2 separate regions of the Danio rerio genome follow, and region 2 is linked to region 1. Evidence: chromatin contacts called from public HiCAR-type data. All regions are on one chromosome and are shown on one strand. The core of a region is the stretch at or near the end of the contact, and the rest is flanking DNA. Distances in the headings are between cores, read along the strand shown.

Region 1 (4,699 bases), core at 8-2,507:
ATTGTACTTAATTTGGCTTACTTTTTGCTTTGAAAGACTCATTTCTGTTAGTATTCCAATTTGCACCATACAATGTGATAAAAAATCCCATCCAAATACCCTGAACTGAACTGCTGATTTCAGCTTACTCAAACTGCAAACTAAAATGGCACAATTTGTGAAAACCTGCCAGATATCACATTAATATAAACTGTGATGATTCTATTAAATATAAGACAGGAAAAACCAAGTCAGCAGACAGTCAGTTTCCGATACCTAATCTGACCTTCCAGTTTGTATCATTCCTGTTCCAACCTTTTTCCATCACAACCTATTCTAAAGATCCAAGTAATAAACAGACAGGCATCACACATATGTATAATGCTCAAAACACCTAGCTATGGGGTTCTGACATAATTAATAATCATTCACTAAATATAAAAACTAAATTAGCCAGCCTGTACCATGTCATCACCTTCCTCCCTACACACCCAATGTAAAAATGAGGAGATCCCAAGTTATATTTAACAGAAAAGACTGATGGTTTAATGCAGCTGACAACCTAGCCGATTTGTTACTACAAGAAACTGCCATTTTAATAATCGTGAATATACAATAAAAGTCTCCCATGAGTAGTTTTGAAACAGAAACCATCAGCTATCGTGGCTGATCACGTGTAGTTGACTAGTGCACTCACTGACACCAGGGACATGTTGTTTAGTCTGTCTAAACCCAGACAGCTGTCTACATAGACAACATTAACGAGAATAGATTTATATAACCCATGACAGAGCACTATGTTTAATGTTTGAGCATTTCCTCTTTAGCTGCCACCTAAAACCCGAACGATTTCACAACCTCGAACAGAACATGTCTAACATGACCAAGCGTTTCCACTGGCAAAGACTCAAAATTGACAACCACGTCAATCAAATTCAACCAAACCTCACTAAAGCATGTCCGAAAAGCGTTATGACTTAAAACATTTGCTCTTGGAATCGCTGGTAAACATACAGGTCGTGTACAGCAATGTGCTAGGCTAACTGGCCCTTTACACTCATGCTGTAAATGACATGATGTAGCTTGTCTTGGGTTCTCGGCTACAAATCTGATCCCAAAACACCGCGAGTAACAGTACGAACACGTCAAAAGACAGTATTGACGAGATACTCACCCATGGTTCTTTCTTGAGTTATATACGCTTTGATGACTGGTTTTATCAACGCTGTAATCTTAACACTCGATTTTGCTCCTCACAAACAATATGTCGGTGATCTACGGAGAGTAGAAGGAGACAAACTTAATGACAGCGTTTCCAATTTGTGTCTTACGAAAGGCTGAGCAAACGAACAAAATGAGGGGGTCTCGTCATCACTATGTAAAAAAAAAGAGAAAATAATAATAATATTAATGATGATCATAATTATAATAACAATGATAATAATAACAAAAATAATGATGATAATAATAATAATAATAATAATAAACAATAATAAAAATACTGCCACTATTAATTATATTAATAAGAATAATCATAACACAAATAATTATTATAATATTGAGGAAATTTGGATAATATACTCTTTATTAAGATATACTGTTAATAGGCATAATAGGCTTACTAAGTGTAAATCAGCTTGTCAGCTCAAAATATAAAAATAGGACTATCTATCTAAATAGTTAACTAACTTACAATATAAATGAATATATAAATAAATAAATAATATGGTCAAAATCATTTTTATTATTTTGTGCATATTAAATAACACAAAAACATTATTTAAAAAAACAAATATAGTAATAACATATTATTTATATTATTCATAGACATGAAAAATAAAATACATTCATTCATTCATTTTCTTGTCGGCTTAGTCCCTTTATTAATCTGGGGTCGCTACAGCGGAATGAACCACCAACTTATCCAGCACGTTTTTACGCAGCGGATGCCCTTCCAGCTGCAACCCATCTCTGGGAAACATTCACACACACATTCACACACACACTCATACACTACAGACAATTTAGCCTACCCAATTCACCTGTACCGCAGGCCTGACTAATTAGCCCCCTTGTTTATTTTTTCCCCAATTTTTGTTTAACGGAGAAAAAAATGTGTTTTTGTCAACACATTTCTAAACAATAGTTTTAATAACTCATTTCTAATAACTGGTTTATTTTATCTTTCCCATGATGACAGTAAATAATATTTGAATAGATATTTTTTAAGACACTTCTTTACGGCTTAAAGTGACATTTAAAGGCTTAACTAGGTTATTTAGGTTAACTAGGAAGGTTAGGGTAATTAGGCAAGTTATTGTATAATGACGGTTTGTTCTGTAGACTATCGGAAAAAAATTATAGCTTAAAGGGGCTGATAATTTTTACTTTAAAACGGCTTTTAAAAAATTAAAAACTGATTTTATTCTAGTCAAAATAAATCAAATAAAACTTTCTACAGATTTGGGAAATATTTTAAAAAAGGAAAAAAAAATCAAAGTCGGGCTAATAACTGTATATGTATATATATGAAGTCAGAATTATTGATAATATTTTTTCTTCTGTTTTATTTTGGTTAGAATATAAGCAGTTTAACAGTTTTATTTTTTAAAGGGTCATAATTATTAGCCCCTTTAAGCTATATTTTTTCCAATAGTCTACAGAACTAACCATCATTATAGCTTGTCTAATTACCCTAATCAGCCTAGTTAACCAAGTTACCTTCTGGGAAAAGGTTCAGAGTACCTTGCTGTAGATTAAACAGATATAAGAATTCCTTTTATCCTATGAGCATTAAGCTATTAAATAACAGTAGTAGCTTACACTGAGAGTTTCTGTTTTTGCTTATTTTCGCTTATGTGAAGAGACGCATGTAACTTTTATAAAAATACTAATTTGTTTTTTGTATGTTGTATTGTTTTTTCCATGTTTGTGATAACTGCAGCTGAGGGCAAGAGCCCAAGACAAATTTCCCTAACTGGGACAATAAAGTTTTACCTTACCTACCTCACCTTAGTTAAGCCTTTAAATGTCACTTTAAGCTGTTTACAAGTGTCTTGAAAAATATCTAGTAACATATTATTTACTGTCATTATGGCAAAGATAAAAGCAATCAGTTACTAGAAATTAATAATTAAAATGATTATGTTTAGAAATGTGTTGAAAAAATGTTCTCCGCTAAACAAAAATAGAGGAAAAAAATAAACAGAGGACTATTAATTCACGGGACCAAAAATTCATATATGCATTAATTTGTCATTTACTATTATAAATAATATTGGTAAATATAACAACAAAAAAACTAAAAAAGGTAGAATGAGATGAGACAATTAATGACTCAATATGTAAGTCACATTTAACGCAGCAACTTGGTTAACCTTACCCAGCGGTTAAGTCATATAAACAACCCAGCATTCTGGAGCTAACTGACTAAACCCGGCACTTGGGTCAAAACAACCTAGGTGCGTGGTATGTCCTATAGTTATCCAGCACCTGGGTTAGGATTGGGTTATTTTCCAAGTCAGCATTTTTTTAAAGTGTAGTGTACAAATGATCTGATTTTATATGGAACTTTCCAACTTCCCCAGAAATACTAAGGCTTGCTGAATATAATTAATATGGCCACTGAAAAATATTGAACAATTGAATAAAAATGTAAATAGTGTAAATTAATTTATAAAATCTATAATTTATTCTTAAATCTGTAACAGGTTAAAACAAATCAAACACGAAAACCTTTTTTATTTTATTAATGACAAAGAATTCATCAAGCTTTGTTTTCTGGTACAATTACATCTGTATATGTGTGTGTGTGTGCATGCTATTAATTATATTTAATTAAATATTAATTAATATGCTTAATGTTAATATACCAAATTAAATTTCACTTCATCTCTTTATATCTCACATATAGACCCAATCAAAATAAGATGAAATAAAAAAGTTTCTCAGACTAGAATTTAGTCTTTTTCTTTCTTTCTTTCTTTCTTTCTTTCTTTCTTTCTTTCTTTCTTTCTTTCTTTCTTTCTTTCTTTCTTTCTTTCTTTCTTTCTTTCTTTCTTTCTTATATATATATGGGTTCAACTGTCACACATTTCATCCACCACATACAGACATGTAAAGCTTGCATATATATATATATATATATATATATATATATATATATATATATATATATATATATATATATATATATATATATATATATATATATATATATATATATATATATATATATATATATATATATATATATATATATATAGTTGAAGTCAGAATTATTGATAATATTTTTCTTCAGGAGAAAGTTTTATTTGTTTTATTTTGGCTAGAATAAAATCAGTTTACCACTTTTTTAAAAACCATTTAAATTCAAAATGATCAGCCCCTTTAGGCTATATTTTTTTCCAATAGTCTACAGAACCAACCATCATTATACAATAGCTTGCCTAATTACCCTAACCTGCCTAGTGAACCTGCTTTTTCTTTCTTTCTTTCTTTCTTTCTTTCTTTCTTTCTTTCTTTCTTTCTTTCTTTCTTTCTTTCTTTCTTTCTTTCTTTCTTTCTTTCTTTCTTTCTTTCTTTCTTTCTTTCTTTCTTTCTTTCTTTCTCTTGAGATCAAAACCCAATAAATTCACCCTGCCCTGAATGTGGCAATATGGAGCTCATGGTGGATTGTCTTTGCAGCCTTATGACTCCATTAATGCGCTCGGCTCGGCAC
Region 2 (4,503 bases), core at 1,811-4,310, 540 kb after region 1:
TTTAGGCATGCAAAAGTTTAGCAACGTTTTATTTTCTACGTAATTTTCAAGACAGTTGAAAATGTCTACTAATGGCTGAATCGAAAAAGTTAAACTTACTCACTTTTGATCGTGTGAGAAATCAGGTTTTGTCTTACCCGTAACACTGTTGGTGAAGAACTTTTTATAGTCACAACCGAACTCCTTAAACACGGAACAATACACACAATTCCTGGAAATGTCAGTTGTCATGACAAACAAGAAAAAGTGAACAAGATTTCATGTACAGTCACTGTAAAGAAAACATTAACGTTGAAGTACCTGTCAAGATGTTACAAGTTGTTTGCTTACTTTTTAAATAAACTTAACTATTTATATTTAATAACTTTTTGTATAATAATGGCTACAAATAAACCAGTTTAACACCATGTAAGTTAACCTACATTCACTTTTTAATCGAGTTTACAAAACTGACCAAGGATTGATTGAGAACTTGTCAACAGAGCAATACAGTGTTGGCCTGACTATAATACAATTATTTTCGTCTGCTCAATAGTGGCCACCAGGGGATTTGATTTGCCATCTGTCGAAGTCTCCCTCTCATTTAGCAGCTCGCCCTGAGCTGACAGCGGCTCCTCTGATTGGCTGAAGTCCGAGCTAAACCACGCCCATTATCTTTAACCACTTGTCCTCGTGTACGCGGTGGGCTAAATAGAACGGATGCACGGTCGCCATCTTTGAACTGCAACAAGTCTTTTAAAAAATACGATATATGTCCCCCGCCTGCTGTTTATCTTACAAAAATGCTACATTAACCCCGCTAGCGACTCATGTATGTTAAGACGATACCTCAAGCTGTAAATGGGGATGATGGCGACGCGACAGCCGTTCCGAACTAAAGTATTTCCTGTAGATCCAGCCAGAAAAACAAAGCCACCATTGCCTCAAGAAAAGGACAACCCGTCCGCCATTTTAAAGCAAAGTCGAAAAGACAAATAACACCCCATCTACGCACACGACACAAAAATGCAATCTTTATACTTAGACTGCTATGCATTTCATACATTATCACTGCCTAGGGAGGTTTATTTTTTTCACCAAATACTATCACAACGATATCCACAGCTCCGCCAGCTATTAACCTATTATGAACAAAATGTTGCATTTCCCTCGTTCGGCTAAATCCACAGGCGCCACTTTGGCAATCTTTATGTGTAGATTGCGTTGGTTGTTCCAGTGAGCTCTCCTTTGAAAAGAATGCAGTTTATAAAAAAAAAGCCCCAATTGAATGCAGTCACTTCCTGACTCTGCCTATGGCAATCTTTATGTACAGATTGCTTATGATTAGCGATGGCTAGCTCATTATTCGATGAATTATCGTTACTTTAATTATGGTAAGGATTGCTCCGTCTCACACACAAAGAGAAACAGGGCGTTGAAGCCGCTGCTCTGGCTTTGCAATGTGAGCTCATACGCTATAGCTAGCTCTGCCTCGCTTTATCTCAGCATGCTGTCTGTCCTCTAGAAGAAACTGTGGCGCATTAAGGTCGCCACAGTCGATCTTTCTCTAAAGCTTTCATCTATATTTATATCTGAAATCATTTATAACACAAACAATTGGTTAACTGTTAACGTAGTTTCGATTCAAATTGGTTTGAAAAAACACTTACTATTAATACCTCTCCTCTGCGTCTCGGGTTGCTATTAATATTTTGTGCTTAACAGCAACAAATTTCAGCTTTATAACAGTTTAAGAGAACGTAAACTGTCATGACTTAAGCATTATTGGCTGAAAAATGGCATAATGGGCGGGATTGTGGTGGCTGAAATTGAGATTTTCCTTCTTGAACAATCTGGAGCAAAAAAGGTAGTAAGCGAATGTCCGTTACTCGAGTAGAAAAAAGTAAGAGATTTTGGGGTTTTCTCTTCGTACACAGTTGAAAAATCCTCGACGCCAGATCTTCACTGAGACCGACTCAGACCTGAAACGAAACAACAGGACAAAGAGAACGTAAGAAAAAAACGCATTTTTGGAGGCGGAAATCCAGGTAATGTTCAAAAAGGCCGGATTGTTGATAAAATTGATGATGTAGCCAAAAGTTGGGGCAAAAACACTTTAAATCGCGAAAAAAAGTAAGAAAGCTGTCCTTCGATATAGCACTTACCTCAGACAAATCCAGGAATGCTCTAGAAGGGTGGGACTCGGTATATATGGTTCTGACGTTTTTTGCGTCATTCCAGTGGCGCGAGCGCGCTTTCGGGCGTTTCTTTCGACACAAAATGGAGCTGATGATCACGCGGTCCTGTCGCGCGCACACTCTCGAAACGACCTTCTTTCTTTGTTCAAGGACGAGCCCACCCCAACCAGTTACTATGGTTTATGATTCATATGCTCTTTAAAAAAAAAAAAAAAAAAAAAAAAAAAAAAAAAAAAATATATATATATATATATATATATATATATATATATATATATATATATATATATATATATATATTGTATTCAGTCAAAATGACACATTAATGTTGCAATTATGTAGTTTATCTACCATATATTCTATGTACTTTGCGTCGATTAAAATAGTTCCAAAGAGAGAAATGTTTGCGATTAAAAAAAAGCATAAATGTTATTTTAATTTATATATTTTCACACAGATTTTCTTTAACAGCATCAGTCCTAATGATAATCAGATCATTTATGCATTGTAGAGATTTGAACCCTTAAAATAACAGTTTGATTATCACTGATGTTTGCTGTTTCTTGTAAAATAAATCCATTATTTTTCCTATACTTAAGGCTAAGCAGATAAAAAATACATATTAATTGTGTCTTGGATAAGATCTGAAACATTCATTTTAATTATTTATAGTTTGCCATTGAAAACAAGCAAATCCATTTAAATTCCAACAAATAATATGCGTATAAGACTAAAACTAGACTTTCATGACAAGCTGACTTTGCAAAAGACAACGCGTGTTTAGTTTTACAACAAATAGAAAACGTGAGATAAATAATAAAAGCTGCGTACTTCCGTCACAGTACACTTTAACCGTTACAACTTCCGTGTTTCCTGCAAAGACAAAATGGCAGCCTCCTTACAACGCATTGGGATAGTTGCTTGCCGCACATTTCCCGTTAATTTACAACGACATCTTCAAGCACAGGTTTGTTGATTATAAATTAACATTTTAACTGATGTTTTTGATATAACGTGTGGTTATATAAATGTCGTGTTTACAGCGAAGTGATCACGTGAAGAGGACGAATCACGTTCTTTATTTTGCATTGCAGAGAATTCGTGATGTAAGAATAACGTCCATTGTCGCTCCGGTGCATCGTGTCAATTATTGTGCATCATCTTCATCTGCTGATAACACCAATTCAGCGGAGACGCTATCTAGATATGCAGACACACCATGGGAGTACTTAAAAAGTGAAGGTAAATATGACTATTAAAGTATATAGTTAACATCAGTGTTGGGGAATGTTATATTTAAAAGTGGTGCATCATTGAGTTACTCCCAAGAAGTAACGTTAACTAGTTGCGTTACTTTGTTACTTTTATGGTAAGAAGTCCAACTCCCTCTCAAGAAATGCGTAGTGGTGGAAAGAGTACTGATAAATCATCAGTAAAAGTACCATTACTTGCCCAAAAATGTAGTGCAAGTAGAGTAAAAGTATCTGTTGTGAATATTACTCAAAGTATGAGCAAAAAGTAGACCCTTTAAAAGTACTAAAGATTAGCAAGTAGTGAGCATTATGCTGTGAAAGGCTGATGCGTTTATATGCAAGTTGTGCAGGGATATGTAAACGTAACATTAGTGCATTTAGTTAGTGTTGACAAATTCAGTCATTATACAGTTGGCATCACTCTTCTCATCAGTGACTTGCATCTAAGCCACAAGTGTTAAACTCAGTTCCAAAAGGGCCGCAGCTCTGCACAGTTTAGTTCCAACCCTAATTAAACACACCTGATCAAACTAATTGAGTCCTTCAGGCTTGTTTGAAACCTACAGGTAAGTGTGTTGGAGCAGGGTTGGAACTAAACTGTGCAGGGCTTCGGCCCTCCAGGAATTGAGTTTGACACCCCTGATCTAAACAGTCTCTTGGTCGTCCATCTTCTTGGACACTGTTAATGCTTCCAAGCAGTTTGTTACATTTATAAAGCATGTCTTTAGGTTTAGGATGATATAAGTTTGTTTCTATGTGCGATTTGGTTGGACCAGAATCACAGGACTGATTATTCTACTTTAGCCAATGCCCATAGACAAAACAAGTAGAGACTGCAGGTTGAAGGAAAGAAGTGGAGTAAAAGAACTTTACGGCACTAAAAATGTACTCGAGGAAAAGTAAAAATTCACATTTTAAAACAACTTACTAAATTTCAATTCTTGAGAAAAGACTGCTCCATTTCAGTAATTTGAGTATTTATAATTTGTTACTTTACATCACTGGTAATGCGTCACATTACTTTTGCGTTACTTTTTTTATTACCTGGCTCAGGCTTAACCTCTTTCAGAACT

Evidence for each region. HiCAR-type assays count read pairs that join an accessible place to other places.
Region 2: a HiCAR-type map of caudal fin shows a contact between it and region 1, with 4 times the contacts expected there. The contact joins the promoter of mrps18b here to the promoter of kpna6 in region 1. A contact is called at or near these places in 2 of 4 datasets of contacts at active chromatin or transcription factors (caudal fin and embryo).

What each region holds. Positions count from the first base shown.
Region 1 is chr19:32,356,402-32,361,100 of GRCz12tu, forward strand. kpna6 (karyopherin alpha 6 (importin alpha 7)) reads right to left here and starts at 1,258. Exons shown (of 14, transcript XM_001923886.8): 1 at 1,154-1,258. The coding sequence starts at 1,157.
Region 2 is chr19:32,891,399-32,895,901 of GRCz12tu, forward strand. It overlaps mrps18b (mitochondrial ribosomal protein S18B), which reads left to right and starts at 3,061. Exons shown (of 7, transcript NM_001017759.2): 1 at 3,061-3,144; 2 at 3,272-3,419. The coding sequence starts at 3,064. ppp1r10 (protein phosphatase 1, regulatory subunit 10) reads right to left here and starts at 2,163. Exons shown (of 19, transcript NM_001277109.1): 1 at 2,145-2,163; 2 at 1,650-1,961.